Regions from separate parts of the Solanum lycopersicum genome. Here region 1 is linked to region 2. Evidence: chromatin contacts called from public HiChIP or PLAC-seq data. All regions are on one chromosome and are shown on one strand. Each heading gives the region's core, a stretch centred on a gene start, on an enhancer-like site or on the middle of the called end of the contact. The rest is flanking DNA. Distances are from core to core; before and after follow the strand shown. Region 1 holds the start of LOC101256517 (heavy metal-associated isoprenylated plant protein 32). Region 2 has its middle 6.9 kb from the start of LOC101246861.

Region 1 (5,036 bases), core at 644-3,143, 44 kb before region 2:
CCGTAATAAAGAGTGCTAAAATCTTTATCGCCACTAATTACGTGCAATTAAAACCAATATCGCTAAATATTTTAAAAACTTATACATATTAATTACAGTTAAAATATATATTTAATAACAATTAAAAAATAATAGTCGCTATGATCATCTTTGATGTAGTATAGTCATATTCACTTTAATTAGGTCCTAAAAGGTTTATATTTTAGCAAGATATATTTTCTCTGTCAACTTTTATTTGTCATTTTGTGTTTTTCAAAAGTTAATTTGACTAATTTTTAAAGTTAAATTAGATTACGTTAATTTGATATGTTTTTTTTTTAAAAATAAATATTCAAAAATCATATAAAAATAATATAAATTATAATTTTTTTTGCATATCAATATAATGAAAATATACATCATAAAAAATTAATTAAAATTTTTATAATTTGACTTTATAAAAAAAATTCATAATAATTAATTGTAAACTCGGAGAAAGTTTAATTTTTATTGGTAACGACAAAATATAAATCAATAAATTGGACTCAGAACTATTAGGTACTAGATAAATATAATTTTCCAAATTATGAGAAAGACCTAAAAAATAAAATAAGCAAAACAACTCAAATTGACTTACTTCCTTCCTTTATTTGCAAGAGAGTCCACTATCGAACTTTATTTCCTTAAATTATGAATAATATTTGGACATCACATTATTTGCAAATTCATTAATCAAATTTGTATAATTAAATGACTTTTTATGAATTTTTTTCCAAAAATTTTATTAAATTTCCTTCACATTAAATCATGGTACATATCTATCATTAATTAAATTTGTATAATTGAATGACTTTTTATGAATTTTTTTCCAAAAATTTTATTAAATTTCCTTCACATTAAATCATGGTAAATATCTATCATTAATCAAATTTGTATAATTGGATGACTTTTTATGAACTTTTTTCCAATAATTTTATTAAATTTCCTTCACATTAAATCATGGTAAATATCGATCATTAATCAAATTTGTATAATTGAATGACTTTTTATGAATTTTTTTCCAAAAAATTTATTAAATTTCCTTCACATTAAATCATGGTAAATATCTATGTGCGTAGATGTTTCTACAAAATCAAATAATTTAATCTTAATAAAAAAAAAGTTAAATACACATTATTTATCAATATATAAATATGTGATACTCAAAATTTTAATCAATAAATTAAATCATGGTGTGAAAAATCATTAAAATAATTAAAAGGAAGTTTTAGAATTGACATTTTAAGGAGGAGAAATGACAGTAATTTGCTGCATAAGGTCCAAAATTTGAGAGTAATATTTGCTTCCTACCTCATTTATTACATTATTACCTTGTTGGGATAAATTCTGCCAAGAGTTTATTCATTTTTGTTGTATAATAAATAATTTCTTTTATTTATCAGTTTTGTTACTTTCTTAGTTTTATTATACTTTGCTGACCAACTTACAACCAACTCACAACAAGCCATTAAGCCAAGCCATGAAGCCAACTAGTTTAAGTCATCAAAGCCCCTAAACCAAAAGAAGTAAAAGAAATTAAATGTAAAAGAGGAAAAAGCCAAAAAAAAGTTTTCTTCTTCAGATAATATTGACTATTCTTTTCGTTCTCTTTTAATTGTCATGTTTTTCGAAGTCAAATTTTAATTAATATTTTACCATATTGAGATACAAAATGTTATAACATATAGTATTTCCTTAATCATTTTTTAGTATCCAAATTTTTTTAATCATATATATCATTTAATATAATTTTAAAAATTAATTAAATTAACTTTTAATAAAAATAACATGACAACTGAAAAGAGACGAGAGTTTTTAGATTTTCTTTTATTTTCCAAGAAAGCCCTAAAACTAATAAAAGTAAATGAAAATTTACAATAATAAATAAAGGGCAAAAACAAAGAAGTGTGAGTGAGAACATTTATAGGCCACCCTTCTCTTCTCTTTTCTCTCACTCTTTGTGCCAGTCTGCTCTTTCTTTGAGTGTTTACCTCTTTCTCTCTCTCTTTTTCTTTAACTCTGAAATAGAGGAACTATTAGAGAAGTTATAATAATGTCTACAACCCATTGCTGAAAACTTTCTCCTTTTCTTCCTTCTCTAAATCACTTCAGTTTTCTTTTCTTTCTAATCAAGATTGGTGTTTTTCCTCACATTTTGCTCTCTGTGTTTGTTTGGTAGAACCCCATTTGAGGAAAAAGAATGGAGAAAGGGGGTGTTTGAGTTTTTTAGTGTGTGTGTAAATTCACCATTTCTGTGTTGATTTTTAGTTTCTTTCCAGATCTATTATCTATAAAAATCTCATCTTTTCTCATTTCAATATTACCCCTTTTGTTTGATTTTTTGTTCATCAGCTTGGAGATATGAGTAAAGAAGAGTTCTTGAAGATCCAGGTACTTTTTTCTCTCCTCAATTGGCTCATTCTAATAATGTGTGTGTGTGTGTAAATTGTTTTTTTTTTGGGGGGGGAGGGGGGTTGCTTGAGTTTCTAATTCAAGATCCTCTGTTTCCATTTTTGTGAAGTAATTAGTATTTGTTTGAATGAAAGATCAAAACTTGTTATGGATTTATTCACTATTGTTTCTGAGAAAGTTGATTACTTTACTCTGTTCTGTGTTGGGTTTGGCTGGCTTTGCTTGTGCATGCAGACTTGTGTCCTTAAAGTCAATATACACTGTGATGGATGTAAGCATAAAGTAAAGAAAATCTTGCAAAAGATTGAAGGTATTTTTCCCAAGACTCAATATATGAATATCCAAATATGATTTATATATGGCTTGTTTTATACTCTGTTTTTAAAATATCCAGGGGTTTATAAGACAAACATAGATTCAGAACAAGGAAAAGTGACTGTTTCTGGAAATGTAGAGGCTGCCACTCTGATCAAGAAATTAGCCAAGAGTGGGAAACATGCAGAGTTGTGGGGTGCTCCCAAGGCTGTTAACAACCAACAAAATCAGCATAATAATGGTAAAGGTGGTAATAACAAAGGCCAAGGCCAAGTCCAAGTTCAGAAAGGTGGGAACAATCAGCCAAAAGGTGGAGGAGGTGGAGGAGGAGGAGCTCAAATGCCAAATCAGCAGCAACTTCAACAGTTGAAGAATTTACAAGATCTGAAGCTGCCCCCACAATTCAAGGACTTGAAACTTCCCCCAATGGGGAAAGACCAGAATCCAAAGGCTGTTAAGTTTACCATGCCTGAGGTGGATGATTTAACTGATGATGATTTTGATGAGGATGATTTGACTGATGACGAGGATGATGATTTTGATGAGGATGAGTTGGATGATGAACTGGATGATATCCCGGTGAAAATGAAGGGGATGATGGGCCCGGGTGCAGGTGGTGCTGCTCAGATGAAGCTGCCAATGATGGGTGGTAATGGAGGAGGAGGAGGAGCTCAGATGAAGCCACCAATGATGGGTGGTAATCCTGGAGCTCAGATGAAGCAGATGATGGGTGGTAATGGTGGAGGAGGTCAGATGCCTAATATGATGATGATGAATGGGCAGCACCCTCAGCTTATGAAGGGTGGTAATGGCGGAAACAATGGTGGCAATAATGGCGGTGGTGGTAACGGGAAAAAAGGTGGTGGTAATGTCCCTGTTCAGATTAACATGGGCGGAAATAACGGTGGTAAGAAAGGCGGTGGAAATGGGGGAAACCCAAATCAAGGTGGAGGACCACCTGCTCAAAAGGGTGGCAAGAATGGTGGAGGGCAGCCGAGTGGTGGTGGACAGAACAAGAATGGTGGCGGCGGCGGTGGTGCTGGCAATATTCCTAACATGAATGGCAATGGGGCCAAAAAAGGAGGTGGAGGAAATGATGGGATGCCTCAAGGCATGCCAAACAGGATGATGGCTATGAGTGGAGGTGTAAACATGGGCCAGTTGGGAAACATGCCTAATCCAATGGGGCAGATGGGTCAAATGGGTGGTCTTCCAGTGGGCCAAATGGGTGGTCTTCCAATGGGTCAAATGGGTAATCCAGTGGGGCAAATGAGCCATGTTTCAGCAGTCCAAGGCCTACCAGCAGGGGCGGCAATGGGGGGCGGTGGAGGTGGTAGTGGTGGTAATGCAGGTGGCTACTTCCAAGGTGCTGGTCCTGAAGTCATGGCTGGCAATCCTTACTACCAGCAGCAACAAATGGCAGCTATGATGATGCAGCAACAACAGCAGCGTGCCAATGGGAACGAAAGGTTTCAACCAATGATGTACGCTCGACCACCACCTGCTGTCAATTACATGCCACCTCCAGCACCATACAACCCGTATTACTACGGCCATCCACCACCTCCAAGTGATAACTACAGCACCTTCTTCAGTGATGAAAACACCAACAGCTGCAGTGTGATGTGAGAAGTGTGGCTCTGCTGCATTCATCATAGTCTAAGTGACTTCCTTAGTCTTTTAATTAATGCCATAATATACAAAGGAGATTAATTTTCCCTTTGATCCTTACCTTAGCTTTGTTTTACTTATTTACCTTTTTTAATCCTAAGATTAGATTAGGGGTTTAATTTCATGATAGAGTTTAATGGTATATGAAGTCTTTAGTAGAGAGAGAGGAGGGACATGGAATGTTGTAAGTTGGAAGAAGATGTTTGTATATGTTTTATATATCTTTGATCAAGAAGAGAGCAAAACAAATAAAATTGGAAGAAAATCGTATCTCTTTTTACATTCTTATTTTATCTTAAGACTACAAGAAATGTTATACTGTCAATTAAAAATAACCTATGATCAAGCTCACTCCTTTTTTCACTATCTATGTGATAGTTTAAAACAAATGGTCATCTCTGCTGCCTCCTCTTTTCAGTTATTATAGTGTCCTCCATTTTGTTAGTGAAATAATGGAGAGGAGCCTATTATGGTGGGGTACATGTCCTACATGCTCATTCATTATTATGGAATATGTACTTGGTCCCACTCTCTTATCTATCTCTCTACCCTACAATCACAAACCCTTAATATCAAAAATTCTTATAGAAACACGTTACACGGACTAAAAAGAAAAGTAT
Region 2 (5,080 bases), core at 428-2,927:
AAATTAATTATACACTCTATTGTGTATTAAAATGTGTATGCGTATTACTAGTACTATGAATTTTTAGATATTAGTAATAGAAGGAATTTTTATTCAGAACTCATGAATATCCGCCATGGAAATGCGTAGAGAATCGAAGGAAATAAAAAATCAGAGAGGAGGGAAATTGTGATTGTTATACAACATATTTTCAATATTTAGATTTACAACTGTATGTTGATCTATTTATACAAAATTATCGACTAACTAAACACTATAATTAACCTATCCAACTAAGTACACTTTGCATAAACAATTATGTTATGTAACTAACCAACAAGCAATTACTAATCTATAAGGCAATGTACAGTTGTATTGTGATGCAATTCTTCAAATCCTCAACCATTTTAGTGTATCCATTACCATGGTTAAAGATCTCATTGTCCTTCAAATTTTTTTTGTAACTTTTTCAATTATTTTTGAATGATATATTTGTAAATAATTTTTTTTATGCAATACATATTATTATATTTAGTACGTTAAATCAAATAATGCATAAGAAATAATAAATACAAATATTATTAATATCAACATTATTAATACAAAATTACTGATACACTCCATTTAGCATTATTCGTATATACTCTATCAGAACTCTATTTAGCTTTATTGTGAGGTCAACTATTTTATAATATCGTAAAGTTAAACAAAGTTAAGCAAAATCAGAACTTAAATCACATGAATAAGAAAACTAACTCAAAAACCGAACTATCAATAACTAAAATTAAGTTTTCAATAAGAAAACTTGAATAACAGGAGACAAAAAATATCTTGTAGTTTACTTTTCAAAAATCAAAATACGAAAACAAATTTAGTTTCAATAGAAATAACATAGTAATAAGTTTTGGAGTTAGAACTTTGGGTGTTAATAATTTTTTGACTTATAGTCATTTCCAGACCCGCCAGAAAAGTTGTATGTTTCATTTTTTTTAAAAAAATAATATAATTTTTTTATATATATAAATTTATTCGATACATTTTGATATATATATTTTAATACATGTTAATTAATTAAAATTGAGTAAAATAAACTATAAATTTAAACACGTAACATGCATATATTAAATCGACGTAAACACCCGATGCACGTAAATTTTATCCGTCTTAATTGCCACCTTATATTCTTTTTATTTATTTTTAAATCTTAGCTAGGAATAGGGAAAAGAAAAGTTAGAAAGAAATCTACAATGTGAAAATCAAATCTCACCAACAAATTAAAAATTGAGCTAATCAATCAAAAAGCTACTAAAATTTTCTTTACCTAAGTTTTGTAGTTGATGCATATAACTTCTATATTTTTAAAATTAAAATTTCACCTAAGTATAAAACTTAATTCATATCCCAAAGGTACATGCCCCATTAAATGTCTTTAAAAAATCAGTCAACATTATATACCCTACAACTAACTCTCAATTCACCTCTTGTCATATGAAAATCCCAACTTGCATTCTTCTTTCCTTATCTCATTTACTCCAATTTTCCTTACAATTTCCAATGAATAAATTAAAACCTCATTTACTACATTTTCCCTTCAAATGCAATTATAAAAAAACTATTGGGGTCAAAATGTAAACACACACCAAAAAAAAGGAGAGAAAATAGCTCAATGGCTTATTGAGTCGAGCCAAGCCGAACAAAACGGCGTTGGTTGAACAAATTGAAACGGTAAAGTGGCAAGGAAGAGCAATTAAATGATTTTACGAAGGGTAAATGAGGAAATCAACAGAAATTTAAACGATGACGGAAGCATCATTAACGGCGATAATTGGCGTTTAGCCTGCTATACACCTTTTGTGCGGATAGTAAACGGAATCTTTTTTGGAAGTACGGTGGGTCCCAATTTAGAAACCAAACACAATTTCTCGCCGCTTCCTTTTTTTTTTTTTTTTTTTAAATAATAGAAAAATATTTTTTTTTCTAAATGACTAATATTGACATAATAATATATTTTTGATACGATATTCTTTTGTTAATATAAATGTCGAATATATGTCAAAAATTGTATCAAATATCGTAATAGTAATAAAAGAATTATTTAAAAATTGTAACTTTTATCATGATAATTTAATATTTGTAATATCATTTTCACACGTATAAAATAATTAAGTAGGAATTACTCCAATAAAGTAGGAGGAAAAAAAGAATGTTATATCACAAAGGAATTAGCGTGGAAATCTGAATGATTAAAGAATCGTTTAAGCTCACTAATAAAAAGTTAAAATTGATTAACATTACATTTTTAGTGACTAAAGTCCTCACTCCTCCCCCCGTTTCAACTTAAAGGCTCCTGTTAAATTACACTCTTAATTAATTCTATTTTAAAATTTTGAATGTGACTGTAAATATTAAAAATAAAATTTTAATTTTATGTCCAATATATTATAAATAAATTTTAATTTATTTATATTTACTTATTCTCTCAATTATTTATCAAACACATTGACTAATTAATATAAATAGTATACTCCATTCGGATAATTCTAATAATCATGCTTAGTAACAATAGTTGATTTACAATTAATTATTCATTTTTATATTTAACCGTAATCAATAAAGGTGTAAAGAGATTAGTATGATGAAAAAAACAGTGAAATTAAATTAAGATCGACCAAGATAAAAATAATTCTGTCAAAATCACTCTTTTAGTTTATATTTTCTTAAAAATATGAAAAAAGAAAATACAATATTGATTAACGAATTTAGACTGTTGTAAAGGAAAATTAACGACTTTCATCTAATAAGTGGTTTTTGATGCAAAATATTTTTCTTAAAATAGAGTTTTAGGAAATCAAACACAAAAGTAACTTTTCCTAAAAAAAAATATTTTGCATGAAAATATCTTCTAGCATGTCAAGCATTTTTTTTAAGATCTCTGACTGATAATTCATGTGCACCTCCCTCTTCTCTAGATATTTTTACAAAGCCTTATATCATCTTTTTATTTTATTTTTTTACTTTTAGTTTGCCAATTAAAATGAGGATATTTCCTCGCGGGTTGTTCGATTAGAAACAAGTTATACCAATATTAATTATTTTTAGATAAATTATTTTGAAATAAGTTATCTTGTTATATATATATATGAAACAATTTGTTCCCTCAATGAATAAATGGTTGAATAATTAATTTAATAACTATCTAATACCTTCAATCTAATATAAGATAAAATGATTCCGTATTTTATCTCAAAATTATTATATTTTATATTTCATACCTAACGTCTCCTAAAAAATGACGTAATGGGCATGTCATAATTATTTGTACATGAAAAAGCTTGTTGAAAACTATAGTATTTATATTTTATGTATTATTTCGTCATGGTGTATCTAAGTAAATATACATGATCATTATATTCCTAGCTACTTCCACAAGATTAAGGGAGATAATATTGATACAGTGTATTACATCACAATTAATTTACGTGTACATTTGAAGTAATATGATAATAATGAAGTCACACAAATAATTCATATACATGTTGTCACTAATTCCATCTTTTGGAAACCCAAAATGGTTAAAGTTTATTTCTATGATATTAAATATTTATTACCGACAAGTTCTTTAAAAAAATATGATCATTTTATGAAGAAATTTTCATTGGCATGAACAAAGTTCATGAAAAATTAACTCCTTTTTCTTTTATTGAAAAATTTGTGCGACTCTCGTGATAGATTCTTTCGTCAAAATTTTTGATTTTTCTAATATTAATATATGTATGAAGGCCCAATAGATGATTCAACGATTTGAATTATGACTTCTTCGTGGCACTAACATATCCTTTTGAAGTGAACTATTTAAATACTCTAGATGACACGATTTTAGATGCTTGACCAAACAGATTCTCACTGAGCGTAAAAAATGACTTTCCTTACATAAAAACTAAACTCAAATTGGATTTTAAACTATTGGGCCAGGAGACATGATATGTGGGCATTTGGTATGTGATGATGGGTTGTTTCTGTTTGGACCATTATATTTATTGAGGTTATAAGTTCAAACAAAATGGTAACACTTTTAGGTATAGTAAGGTGTTGGGACCATGAATTTTGGAGTTTTATAAAATGATTTGACTCATTTGAATTTGTAGTACATTTGATAATTGTGGACATTTCCCCTAAACTATATAGTATGCTTGTGTTTGTGCTACTTTTGAGTAATAACACACCACTTCTATATAAACAATTCCTTATTATTATTTTAGCCTCTCATTTACCATCACTTCATTATATATAACAAAAAAAGTACATATATATGTATATAAGTATGTGTGACTAATCTAGAACTAGGTCTAGGTGAACATGTTATTGAGATTTGAGCATGTATTTAGGGTGTTAATGGTCATTTTATTGGTCAAAGTTAAAGTCTTTGATCTCATAATTAAAAGTAAGATTACTGACACTTGAAACAAAACTCCCTCTTTGGAAATCAACATTTGTCCAAGTAAACAACAAGACAGACAACAACTCTGAATAAAAAGACAATGAAGAAAAGAACCCTAAAAAAGTGGGGAAATGCAATATTCATGTGAGAGAAGTAGAGTCTTGAGTAAGGGATGAACACAAAAAAGCAAAGAAATTAAAAAAAAAAAATAAAATGAAAAAGTTAAAAAAGAAGGAATAATGATGATTACCAACATGAATATACACAATGCATGTGAGAGAGGATATGTCTATTTGACTAAACAAACAATTAGATAGTACTTAGTTTCATGTGGCAAAGCAATCATGAAGAAGATTAACCAAAGTTTCTTTTTTTGTTTTTTTTGATATACATTCACATTTCTTAAATAGTATTTACTATTTCTGTACACTTTTGCTTCAGTTTAGAAAATTGAAAAACAATTTATTTTTATTTATTCAAATAGTGATATGATAAAATTATCATTTTGTTTGTTGCTTCTTAAGAAGTGAGTCAAGTCGATATTGGATAAGTAAAACTAGACGGAGAAATTATAGTATTTGGGGACCCCACGTCTTAATTATTTTCCTATTGATTATTTTCTGCGTGATAGGTAACCAACATTTGAAGAAATAATAGAGTAGT

Evidence for each region. HiChIP or PLAC-seq counts read pairs in DNA pulled down with a chosen protein or histone mark.
Region 1: an RNA polymerase II HiChIP or PLAC-seq map of leaf shows a contact between it and region 2, with 7 times the contacts expected there. The contact joins the promoter of LOC101256517 here to the enhancer-like site in region 2. A contact is called at or near these places in 1 of 1 promoter capture datasets (leaf), 6 of 8 Hi-C or Micro-C datasets (leaf and leaf mesophyll) and 1 of 1 datasets of contacts at active chromatin or transcription factors (leaf).

What each region holds. Positions count from the first base shown.
Region 1 is chr1:75,349,023-75,354,058 of SLM_r2.1, reverse strand. LOC101256517 (heavy metal-associated isoprenylated plant protein 32) reads left to right here and starts at 1,893. Exons shown (of 3, transcript XM_004229390.5): 1 at 1,893-2,409; 2 at 2,665-2,740; 3 at 2,825-4,681. The coding sequence starts at 2,380. The coding sequence ends at 4,374.
Region 2 is chr1:75,305,053-75,310,132 of SLM_r2.1, reverse strand. No RefSeq gene overlaps it. Among protein-coding and RNA genes, the nearest start is that of LOC101246861, 6.9 kb to the right of the region's middle. Within about 2 kb of position 1,677, at least 2 of the 2 cell types and tissues checked have open chromatin away from gene starts, as enhancers often do. A contact at or near this core is called in leaf, where this site is marked.